Linked DNA regions of Macaca mulatta: regions 1 and 2 are each linked to region 3. A link is a contact called in public Hi-C data. All regions are on one chromosome and are shown on one strand. The core of a region is the stretch at or near the end of the contact, and the rest is flanking DNA. Distances in the headings are between cores, read along the strand shown.

What was found. Hi-C and Micro-C count contacts between places; a contact is called where the count stands out from the background.
Region 1: a Hi-C map of fetal cortex germinal zone shows a contact between it and region 3, with 2.3 times the contacts expected there. The contact joins two enhancer-like sites. A contact is called at or near these places in 2 of 14 Hi-C or Micro-C datasets (fetal cortex germinal zone and fetal cortical plate).
Region 2: a Hi-C map of fetal cortical plate shows a contact between it and region 3, with 2.3 times the contacts expected there. The contact joins two enhancer-like sites. A contact is called at or near these places in 2 of 14 Hi-C or Micro-C datasets (fetal cortex germinal zone and fetal cortical plate).

The regions. Positions count from the first base shown.
Region 1 is chr3:30,546,921-30,550,981 of T2T-MMU8v2.0, forward strand. No RefSeq gene overlaps it. Among named protein-coding and RNA genes, the nearest start is that of TRNAG-GCC, 260 kb to the left of the region's middle. Within about 2 kb of position 1,746, at least 3 of the 40 cell types and tissues checked have an H3K27ac peak or open chromatin away from gene starts, as enhancers often do. A contact at or near this core is called in fetal cortex germinal zone, where this site is marked.
Region 2 is chr3:31,298,364-31,302,097 of T2T-MMU8v2.0, forward strand. The region is part of intron 3 of LOC114676844; the gene reads right to left. Among named protein-coding and RNA genes, the nearest start is that of MIR99A, 120 kb to the left of the region's middle. Within about 2 kb of position 1,383, at least 15 of the 40 cell types and tissues checked have an H3K27ac peak or open chromatin away from gene starts, as enhancers often do. A contact at or near this core is called in fetal cortex germinal zone and fetal cortical plate, where this site is marked.
Region 3 is chr3:30,879,386-30,883,175 of T2T-MMU8v2.0, forward strand. All of the region lies in intron 3 of LOC106997312 (a long non-coding RNA gene), which reads left to right. Among named protein-coding and RNA genes, the nearest start is that of MIR125B-2, 250 kb to the right of the region's middle. Within about 2 kb of position 1,411, at least 6 of the 40 cell types and tissues checked have an H3K27ac peak or open chromatin away from gene starts, as enhancers often do. A contact at or near this core is called in fetal cortex germinal zone and fetal cortical plate, where this site is marked.

The sequences.
Region 1 (4,061 bases), core at 496-2,995, 330 kb before region 3:
TTTGAGTGTGAAAAGACACAAAACAGTTACATCATTCACTTAGCATTGATTTTTTTTTGTTTGCTCCTTTTAGCTAGATGTACACATTGTAATTTTCTGTAAGACTCATGTTGCAAACTGCAAAGGGTGTTTTTGGATCTTTTAGATTTTAGTTTATGTACAATATTTTGAGAATATCTGTTCTAGATTAGTCTAGTTCCAATATTAGCTCTAAACTTATACTGTAATATTTTGCATGACAGGGAACTACAGAAATTCATTCTTTGACGCCTTACAGTTTTATGGAAAATTTTCACCACATTTTTTTTTGAATGTGAAAAAAATTTTCACATTTTTTTTTCACCAAAAAAAAAAAAAAAAAAAAGTCTTTTTGTTTGGAGGCCTTTGGGTCAAGATGTTGGGTCCTGCTGAGACCGAACTGGACTAAGATACTTCAAAAGATTCCCACAAATGTTTGTGAGAATCAGTCAAGTGATTATATGCCTATCAGCAAAACATTCTTAACTGTCCTTCTCAAGGTAATGTCGATCCCTTTCCTGTAAGCCTTCTTAGACTTTTTTTTTTTTAAAGTAAATGTGAGCACACCAGCAGAGATGGTGAGCAGTTCCAAGTGTGTGTAGGAACTCTAAGTTATCTTTTTAACTAGCTATGGAATGGAGAATGACCAGTTTTACTTCAGCGTATCAGAGAATATTCCAGATCAAAGCAGATCAAATTTAAGAAAAAGAGATTAAAGGAAGCAATTAAATGAGAGACAATGTGAAGAAAGTATAATGGAATGTAAGAAAGAAATGAATGGTGAGGGGGAAGACAGACCTAAGTGTGAAGGTTTGGAAACGAGAACTGGTTGACTATTTGCTCTGGAAGCCATGTGCTATCCACCGCTGTGTTAAAGGGGAATGGGTGGAAGTTGCCAGACTACTGACAATAAGAAAATAATTGAACAGAATGATTGTGTCCTGCATTGATTCTCTTATAGATCCCTGTATGCGTGCTCCCAGCCTTTTACACTGCCGTGTGCATAGAATTGGTTTATTCATTTCTTGTGACTATTGCTCACTTCATGTAAACTTTCTCCTAGTGGGTTAAACATTTCTGGAAGCAATTATGTTTCTCAGAAGTAATTCTGTGCTTTCCAGTTAAGATGCCATGAAAAATGTTGCTAGTCGTAAAAGTCAGACATTAATTTATATTACTGTGAAGCCTCCTTAAAATTCTCATGAAGAAATCACTGTCAATGACCGAGGGTCTTGGAAACTTCCACATGCATACATCTAAATAGCTATCTGCTTATCTCTTGAAATATATGCATACAAGTATTTTTAGATGCTAACATTCTGATATAAGTACTCAAAAATTTGGCCTATAATACTGTTCATAAATTCATGTTTTGATATCCTGAACCTGGGTTAAAAATTTTTATTCTTTTTAAGCAAATAAGATTCAAATTAGACTGTTCTACAAACAGCTAACATTTCAAGTCTCCATTTCTCAAAATTAAAAGAAAGAAAAATTCACTACTTTGAAGATCTATCACTTTAAATTTCACATCTTACAACTACTCAGTTAAGTTCAAAATTTTAATCCTCAATTCATTGACAATGCAAATTATTTGCCAGCATTTGGAAGTCAAACAGGGTGAGAGAGGAGAGCCTTTACATATTCCAGGTTTAATATCTAAGCACCAGATGGAAACAATTCTACAATGAAAGAAAGAAATCTGTTAGGATATTTTGGAGATCTGTTCAGTTCAGCAGCACGTCACTGGTTATGGAGGCCAATTTCTCAGAGGACTTATTTGAATTGCAGATATTGAAGTAGTGTTCTAATTTAACCCAGAAAATGCTGAATTTTAAAGTAACTTAAGTTTAACATTTCTTAGATAAAAAGTACCCATTTTGCTTTCACTAACGACTTATGTGTATACTTGAAACAAAGAATTTTGAGGTACATAGCCATAAAGAAAAAGAATAATTTTTATGTGCAATTGAAAGAGTAATAAAAAGTTTCTTTGTACAACCATGACCATTCAAGGAAATTGTAAGATTGTCTGCAATTATTTTAGCTATGAATATCCAAGACAGTGTATGTCATTTAATGTTGAAGAATTAGGAAGAATTAGCAATAAAAATAAAAAAAATTAGCCTATGGATTTTTTTGAAGGGCAATTTTTAAGGAACTCTAAACAGAAACAAAGGGCAACAAAATCTACTTGGTAAAATACTGGCTGGTTAAGCTTTGACAAAGAAAGGCTGAGGAACTAGTGGGATACTAAGCAATACATCTCTGAGGGGGCCTCTTTCATATTCATACCTGTATTTTCTGGCAAAATAAGTGTCAAAATTTGCAACCATATGACAGCAAAATTATGCATTACATGGTGAGTTATAGATTTTGGATGAAATCCAACTGAAATACTTTCATAAGAACTTGACATGATAAACAAAACACATTGCTATTCCAAACTGCAGTTTGTTTAAAACAAAAAACAAAATACTGCTATTATAATAGATGATTAGACTGTCAATCCTCCCCACCCCCCTTGCTAGATTTTTATTTCACAAGGAACTGTGAGAGGACTTATTACTTTTTATGTTATTATCCATATGCAATATTCCGAGGCCTTAAAACAAAGGAGAATGGAACTAATAGAGAGTAGGCAGTGAGTTGCAGCTTGTTCATATATTCTGGGTTAGGAGAATAGGTAGAGTCACTGTGGTGAGCAAAAGGAAAAGAATTTTCAGTCTTCAAACCTCTGACTTGGTCCCAATGTTTCTGGTATATATTTGAGCAGAGAGATGTAAAGAAGCAAAGAGGAAATGGAAAGGAGTTTAAAAGCAGCAAAGAAGAACAGAACAGAAAAGTAGGAGGGAATGATCATGAGGAGATTCTGTTCTCTTGAGTTATCTATAAGATTGAATTCTTTGTTTCTGTGGAAAAGACATTGCCTGGTGACCCTTGCTGTCATTCTTAAGTCATGTTTTTGAGATATTCAACCTATCTCCACAGTATTAAATCAAGAGGATACTATGAGACTAACTAGAAAATATATTTCATGGAGTCGAGATTGTCTCTGAACAACTTAAGAGGCTGAGAGGAGTAATTTAAAAGCTTCCTTAAATAGACTTTACCTATAGATTGCACACTTTGTATTGATAGAGATGACAGCACAACTCTCTCAAATAATTTGTGGTTTCTCTGAAGAGGTGGAACTAAAACTACCAAAGAATGACTGGTCCATGCATCAAGAAACCTGCATTCAAATCCCCCATCTCCAACTAACTGTATAAGCTAATCATATCTGGTATTGTTTTTCTTAGCACTGCAGTTTTCTAGTTCATAAAATAAGGAGTTTGGTTTTGATGATCTCTAAGGTCTATTCAAGCTCTGAAAACTAATGTTTTTGGATGTGATTTATTCTAAGAACTCAAACACTTGCTGTTGTTCAGTGTCCTGAGAACATGTCATAAATATCTGGCAAAGACCTATGAAGATTTGAATCTTTGAATGTTCTCCCCACTTCCCATTACCTTTCATATCCCTGTTCCATAGAATTGTAGAACTTGTTGTCTTACAAATTTAACATTCAGAAAACATCAACTGGATGTTTATATTATTTGACCTGTTTATTGACTTTATTATTGAACATAGTCAGTTTAAGAGTTAAAGAAAGAGGAAAGAAACATGAAATGTGGCTGGCAGTTAAAGACTGGTTTCCTTTAGTTAAAACCTGAGAGGCGCTGCTGGCCGATTTCAGTCAGGAGCGCTTTCTCGTACAGACTAAGAGTATATATTGGTTTTAGGGTGGGAGGGCTTATTACAACCTGGAATGTTTATGTGTTGGAGAAGTTTATGGCGGGGTTGGAATCTCTCTGGGAGGAGGGGGGTTGTCTTGGGGCAGGCATCCTTCTGGCCTGGAGTGGGATTTACCTTGGGGCTAGCATGTCCCTGGTTGTGGAGGAGTTTGGCATGTTTCTGGTTGGAGATGTTATTTGTGGTTTATATTCATGCTGACCTTAGCCATTAGGCTGATGCCCTTTGGATTTAGGTGGCTTCTGTTA
Region 2 (3,734 bases), core at 133-2,632, 420 kb after region 3:
TTTTAAGATTTCATTTGTTATTTATCCTGCAGTATTTTGAAAAACCTTTTTTGCACTGTATACTTCTCAATAAGATGATCATACCTACTCTGGTCTGCTGAGAAAAACAAAAAATCAGTAAATCTTCTTTAAGACTGTGCTTGTTCCATCGTATCTTAGGTGGCAACAAGCAAGGAATTCATAATGATAAAAGCACCAATATGAGAAAAAAATATTTAATGCTTGTTTCATATTGACTGTATAAAGTCATTTTGACATGCCTATACAACTGGTTGTGGCAGCTTTCAGACATGATTCCAGATCAAAAAAAAAAAAGAAAGAAAGAAAGAAATTGCTCCAGGTTCTTTAGAGAAAGCTTGCCGCTGGGAAGTTGATTTTGGCCAGGTGCCAAAATCATGTGCAAAGGGGCCTCATTATGGATTCATGGCAGCCTTCAGCACTAACAAAAAATGTGACCCAACAGGCTAAATCAGCGACTAAAATTAAAAAGTAAGAGACAAAGACAACTTACTTAATATTCCTTCCAAAGCAACATTAAACTTTTTTTGGTAATTAAACCCTTATTAGTATAATGCAGTGTTCCTCTGTCCTCAAATGATTGTACAATTACTCTTTAAAACTTGTCAATTTCCCTTCTAAATAACACTTTCTTTCTGTGGCAGTTTACAAAGATTTCGCTATATAATAAAACTCTATATCCACTGTAATCGGTTCAATAGAAGAAAACAAAATTGTAAAAATGCAGACGACAGTATTCCTTTAAGATTTAAACAAACAAACAAAAAATAAGCAAACAATCGTCAGTACATTTTGAACTTCTACAAAAGTGAACATGCACCCTCTAAACTCACACTGGTTGCGATGAAGCAGTCTCACTGCCCAATTTTCCCCAAAAAAAGTACATTTGATATCGCAGTCTTACCTAGATGTCTTCTGGCTTTTCTGCAGATCAAAAAGTTTCCTTCCTAAGCACACAGATATTCTTTCACAAACCATAAAGGCCCTTTTATGAATCCAGCACTGTAACAGGCTACCTTCCACACCACGTTGAGAGCCCAGTGTACAAGCTCTCAAGATAAAATACGTTGCTAATACACAATTAGTGGGAGAGGTTGTCTACTGGAGAATTTATCTTAACGAAAGGAGGAAAAAAAATAGAAGCTTTTTTTTTTTTTTTTTTTTTTTTTTAAATAGCAAAAAGGGTGCGGTCAGATGTTAGGTTTTGCCTGAGAAAAGGGTTCTACACTACACTAGTACCTAAACACTAGCAGAAGCTGCCTGGGAAGGGAGCCAATGGAAGGACTTTGTTTGACCCAGCTGCCAATCTCCCCTGAAGCCGTGCGCCAGACTAAACACTCACACTATTTTAACTCAAATCAGGCTACAGCAGCTGTTTGCTTTCCGGCTCTGAGCTCTGCACCCACCATGGCCTGTGCAGTTCACCCGCGAGCTTTGCTAGCTGCCTGGCTGAAATCTGTTCCGGGTTGGGATTTGTCATTGGGGAGCAAATATTAACCCTATTCCTCATGGTAAATCTGGACTGTTTGTTGTTCAGCATTTGGATCTGGTCATTGGGGTAATTTCTGATCTTTTAAATGAAGACTGATATTTTATATCATGGAGAAAGTTTGAGATTTGAAGGTAACAAGGATTCCTACGTTTCTTTGAAATTCAAATGTAAACTCTTCTGATGTGTTCCAATTAACACTAAAATAGCCCTTGTGTGTTCCTACAAAAACAAGGTCCCTAGAGTACACCCCTAAGAACAAAGATGGTACCCATTCACTCCAACCTAAAGCTCTTCCACTATAGCAAGATGGTTAAGTTGGCATCACAGAGTCGGAGAGACTCACGTGGTTGCAGGAGTTAGCACTGACTCCTCAATGCTCAGGAAAGTTTCTCCAAAAGCAACACCTAGGCACACAAGAAGTTTGCTTTCCTTGTGTGAAAAAGCATCAAGTGACCTAATTTACCATTCCTAAATTTCTAAGCTTATTTAGTTGTTAGACTAAGTGTAAAATTCACATTCTGAATTGTAAAACGTTATGCCCACAGGTAGTCTGAGGTTAAAAATAAACTAGAGAGAAGTTAGTTAGGGAATGTACAATTAAAGTCATAATCAAAATGATCTGATTGTAGGAGGGGGAAGAGATCCAATAATGAAGATTGATTGCACAGGAGATAGGAGCCAAACATTATGTATGTGGCAAAAAGAAACCAGAAAGTCATTCAACATGTGGAAGGGAGAAAGAAGCTCAGAAGAGTGTAATAACATGGACCATAACTGAGTTATTTTTACTCCTGACCAAATTCCTTCCTATTGGACGACGATGGTGAGAGAAGCCAGCACGTTTCTCTTTAGAGATTTTAGTTTCCATTGTTGCATCAGGCAAAAGGATATCTTTTAACGTAAGGCAAATAGACAGAATTTTTGTTTTTGTTTATTAATGTAACGAATTTTGATCTAGCTATGAGGGTTCACAGTGCAGTCAGAAGATGAACAAAAGTGAAATGTTCCTGAAATACACCAAAGCTGTGTCTTCAATTTTTTTTTTTTTTGTCAGAAAGTTGTTTCCTCTGCTTTAACAGGAGAGTTTATTTTGTTTCTATTCTTGCCCCAAATGATAGGTCTGTTTTCTTATTTTAGAAACTAGAGATCTAAATTACAAAAAACTGTAATTTTATAATAAAATGTTATTTCCTCAGATAGGAGGTAGAAAAGATGCCTATAGAGAGGCTGAACTATTAGGGTTTATAGGTGCACAAAAACTGAAAGGCCCAATTAATTAAAAATGCATGTCATGATAATATTGCATAGCAAATAGGGCTAGTATCCTTATTTTGAAAGTGATCTACATGTAAACTCAAAAGATTCCCATTGGATCTGGCTTCATATATAGCAGTGTATAGTTTGATGCTCAGAATTCTTATGGAATCAAATCAAATGCTGGGAAATGATTTCTTTTGTGCCCCCTTTTTTTTTCCAATGTAAGAAAATATTCAACTTGTTTCTCTGAATGGTCTATTACAATCTACAAATCACCCACCATCATACTGCTATATATATATCTGCAGTAGCTATAGACTGGCAGTCCTATAGTAACATTTGTTGATCTCAGCAATCACTTCCTTACACTTCTTTTCTGTCTTTTCGTTAGACATCTCGTGCACAATAGTGGTTAATTCCTATCATGACTGTCACAGGGTGAACTGTCTCCCCACCAATTCAGATGCTGAAGTCCTTACTCCCAGCACCTCAAAATCTGACCGTATGTGGAGTTAGTGTCTTTAAAGGGGTAATTAAGTTAAAGGAGATCATTAGGATGGGCCGGATTCCAATGACTGGTGTCCTTATAAGAAGAGGAGGTTAAGACACAAAAACACAGAGAAGACCATGTGAAGACATTGGGAAAAGATACCCATTTGCAAAGCAAAGGATGAGGCTCAGAAAAACCAACCCTGCCAGCGCCTTGAGCTCAGACTTCTTGCCTCCAGAATCAGGAAAAAATAAATTCCTATTGTTTAATCCCTTCAGTCTATAGTTGTTATTTGTCGAAAACTAATACAATGCCTAAGTTAAAAGGAGTGAAAAATTGTCCTATCTACGACTGGAATACAATTCATTTCTATACTCAAGTGTTTCTATACTCAAGTGTTTGACTTTGTCCAAGACAGCATGGAATGTACAAAGGAATTGTAATTCATTCACATTTTCCAGAAAAGAGGAAAAACTG
Region 3 (3,790 bases), core at 161-2,660:
TGCTTAAAAATTATGATTCATTTTATATAAGAAGAAATAGAATTGAGTCAAAGATATGTCCTCTTGGACAAAATAATGAATCCTAGACAGATCAACACAGATTCTTATTCTGGATCAGTCATAGTCCAAATAATCTAATAGGCATTCATTTCTGTAAAATGGGTATGATAATTCTGCCTCCTTATGTGTTGTGATATTTAATTAATGATTATGTGCTTTTGAATAATGTATGCTTATAAATTAATAGGTTAGTAATTCGCATTCTCAATGTACTTTAACAAAGTACATTGGGAGCTAATTAAAAGGAATGTAATTTGTGCTTTTGGGAGGAGAAGTGTTATCTAAGTGTAAATTAGGGAGGGAAGTGGCAGTTAAATCTATACAACGTATCTATTACCACACATTTGAGGCTTAACTCTAATTACAGATTGGACATGTGAGCAAACAGCATCCGGGAGACTTCCACTCATTTCCGAAGGCCCTTCCTCACATCTATAAAAGAAGGCTATTCACTTAATAACCAAAATTATTAATACACTTTCCGTTCAGAACAAAAGGCTAAAGGGAAAAGACCTCTTTCAAAGTCAGCATATTGGCAGTATTTATTGTGCTCTTTCGTAGACATTGTTTGCCCAACAAGTGTCATGAGAAATGAAGTTTATTGTTTAGTGTTTTAGACGGAAGATAGCATTTTTGTGGATTGATAACTCCACCCAGAAAGGGCATTTGTACCTGATGGAAGAGGAAAATTCTGTAGACAGATTTGTGCCTGTCTTCAAACCTTTCACCATTTGAATAACCTCTGAGGTTAAATAGCTGGTAGACATCTGTAGGCAGAAGTAAGAGAAATGAGATCATCAAGGAACGATATCGTGCTTACAACATGTGGCGAAATGAGTGGCTCTTCACCATCTGTTATTTGTGTGTGTATTTTATTATGTAAATGTTCGTACACACTGCATTCTAAACAAAGGAACATTACTTCCACTTTGTTGGTGCTGCCAAGCTTGCGTATGTGTCCTGGAAAAAGAAAGTGGCAGACAGAAAATTCAGGGTTCATCTGGCCACTTGTGTCCCTGGTCCTTTCACCAAGAGGGTGAGAGACTCTCAGTAGGTTTGATTCCTTTTCTACATCCTGTTAACAAATACAAAGCTTCACTGTGAATGGAAAACAATGTCTCAAATACTACAGTTATGGTCCAAAGCCTCTTTTGCTGGAGTCCACGGGAAAAAGATACTAGAAGCTAGGATGCCCTGGGATGGTTCCAATGTACACTAGTGTTAAATCCAGGCTAGAAAATACATTTGGACGGAGAAAACAGGCTCTGTTCAATTTTCTCTCATCTGTTTAATTCCTGGCACATATCTCTGGGTCATGGGAAGGTTCTGGTGGGCTGCTGTCATTGTCTCCCCCAAAACAAGAGGGGTGTGTGTGTGCATGTTTGGGAGGAATGAAAGTAAGGAGATTTGGGTGACACATATTCTGGTTTAAATTTTCATAAAATTACCAATTTAAATTGAAATGTAATTATCCTAACTGGCATCTTTTTGGCAGCAGCTTAAAAAAAAATCCCTCGGCTTTACTGTACCAAGCGAAAGCCCAGAGGAGTCCTGACACTGGCCTTTAATCAAAAGCTGAAAAGACACAAAAGCTTTCAGATAATCTATGCCAAGCTATCTTGGACAGCACGGAATCGCCTGGAGCACCCTTCTGGTGGCATTTAAAACACCTGGTGCCCTTAGAAAAAAAATACATCTGTGTCTGCAATTTCTCCTTCTGTAATTCCCTTAAATCTTTCTATCTCAACCCATTCTCCTCTCTGTTAAAAGTAAAGATGCTGCAGTGACAGTAAAATAAAGCGATTTTATTTACCAAGGAAATGATACTTGTCATTGGCTATGCCTGGAGGTGACAGACTCAGGTGGCCATCTGCACAAACACTTCCTCACTGTTTATTTCATGTGGTTTAATATAATTAAACTATCATTGTGCTCATTGATTCAGCTCAAATTTTAATTTGATAATTGGGGAAAAGGTGTGCATTTGAAATGGAGGCAATTAATTGACACTTTAAATGCACTTGAACAGAAATAATTTAAGTTACACCATACTTAGTGGTGACTTATACTGTTGTGTTTATGCAAATTCTTTCATTTAGCTTCTATCATTAATGGATAGATGTAAATAATGTTACTCAGTCTAAGTCCTTTTCATACTGGCAGTCTAATTCTGAAATTTGGAAATATTTTTGCTGCCATGAAAAAAATCCCATTCATTTCACAGTCACTGGCTTTTATAAAATGAAGACATTCTAACTTTGAACAAAAATCTAATCATTCATAACTAGCTTCACACATATGCAACATAATTATGCAGATTGTCACATAATTTTGTCAATAGACAGCCTGATTCTCATTCTAACAAACACCTTGAACAAAGAAATAATGAGACTAACAAAGACATGATTTCTCAACTTGTAATACACATCTTTCCCATGATTTGAATAAAATGAAAAAAAAAACTAGTTCTAACTTATTTAATTTTTCTCCAATACCAGCTTTACTTTAATTTGTTCCAAGGAATTTATATATTTTGGTGAACTTACTGAAATTTAAAAAGGAACCATATTTATGGATAAAGCAGATTTTTTTTGTGTTAATTATCTTCCATCTGGAAACAAATATGCTTTCGTATTTTTTCAGACTTCAAGAACAAAAGCTAGTTTGTTTTAGCAACTTGCGAAATCTTCATTTTTACTAGCATTCTTTTATTCACAGAGCCTGAAGTGAATAATTTTAATCAAAACTCTGAAGCAAATTCAATTTTACAGAATATTAGCTACCACAAATTATACCTGTGGTAAATGTTGCTTAATAAGAATTATTAGTTGTTGCTACATATGCTCTGAGAAGACTTGTTCTTAATGTAAAAGGTTGACGAAAATGCTCTGTTTTCTAGATGAATGTTGATGCTCTTGTTTCAATCTATTATTCAGTAGTTTTAATATTCAGTGTAACCATGGATGAACCTAAGAAAGTTTTGGCAGGTCATTTCAGTTAAGCAACCACACTCTTCTTATTAAAGCTGGAAACCTCATTAAAATAGGCTCTGTGAAGATTTTGTAAACTCCAGCTTCAAATGAAGGTTGGCAATAATGCTCCAAAAAATCTTTCACATAAATGTGGTTCTTTTGGCACTTGAAAGACTCTGAATGTAAGAAATGCAAAAGAACATAAAAGAGGCAAAAAAATAAACAAACAGAAGAACATACAAAATGCACACATATAACACACACACTCATATACATAAACAGGTAACCCCAAACCAAATGGATTTCTCTTAACCTTTTTTCCACTGTCTACTTTCAGACATAATTTTCCAAAACCACCCTTGATAAATCATCTAATATAATAGTAATGACAGAAGAAAACTCTAATGCTAAACACAACTTTACCATACCTAATCAGTTCTTCATTACCAAGTAGAATTGAGGTCTTCTAAAAGACTGGAAAATTTTAAGGCTAGAAAGGAACTGATAGATCATCTGATTTGATAACTCAATCGCATCAAAAGAAACTAAGAGCCAGTGATTAAGACTATGCAAACTCAACAACTAGTGAGTGACAGGAGCTAGATTATAAAACAGATCTTTGAACTTCAAGATGGATGCTTATTCTGGATGGCATCATTTCTAATTTCAATATCCCTGGTTGAAATGTTATCAGTCTGATACAATCTGACATCTAGATTAGCAAATCTATTTATAATTAGGACAATTTCTATTGTTTT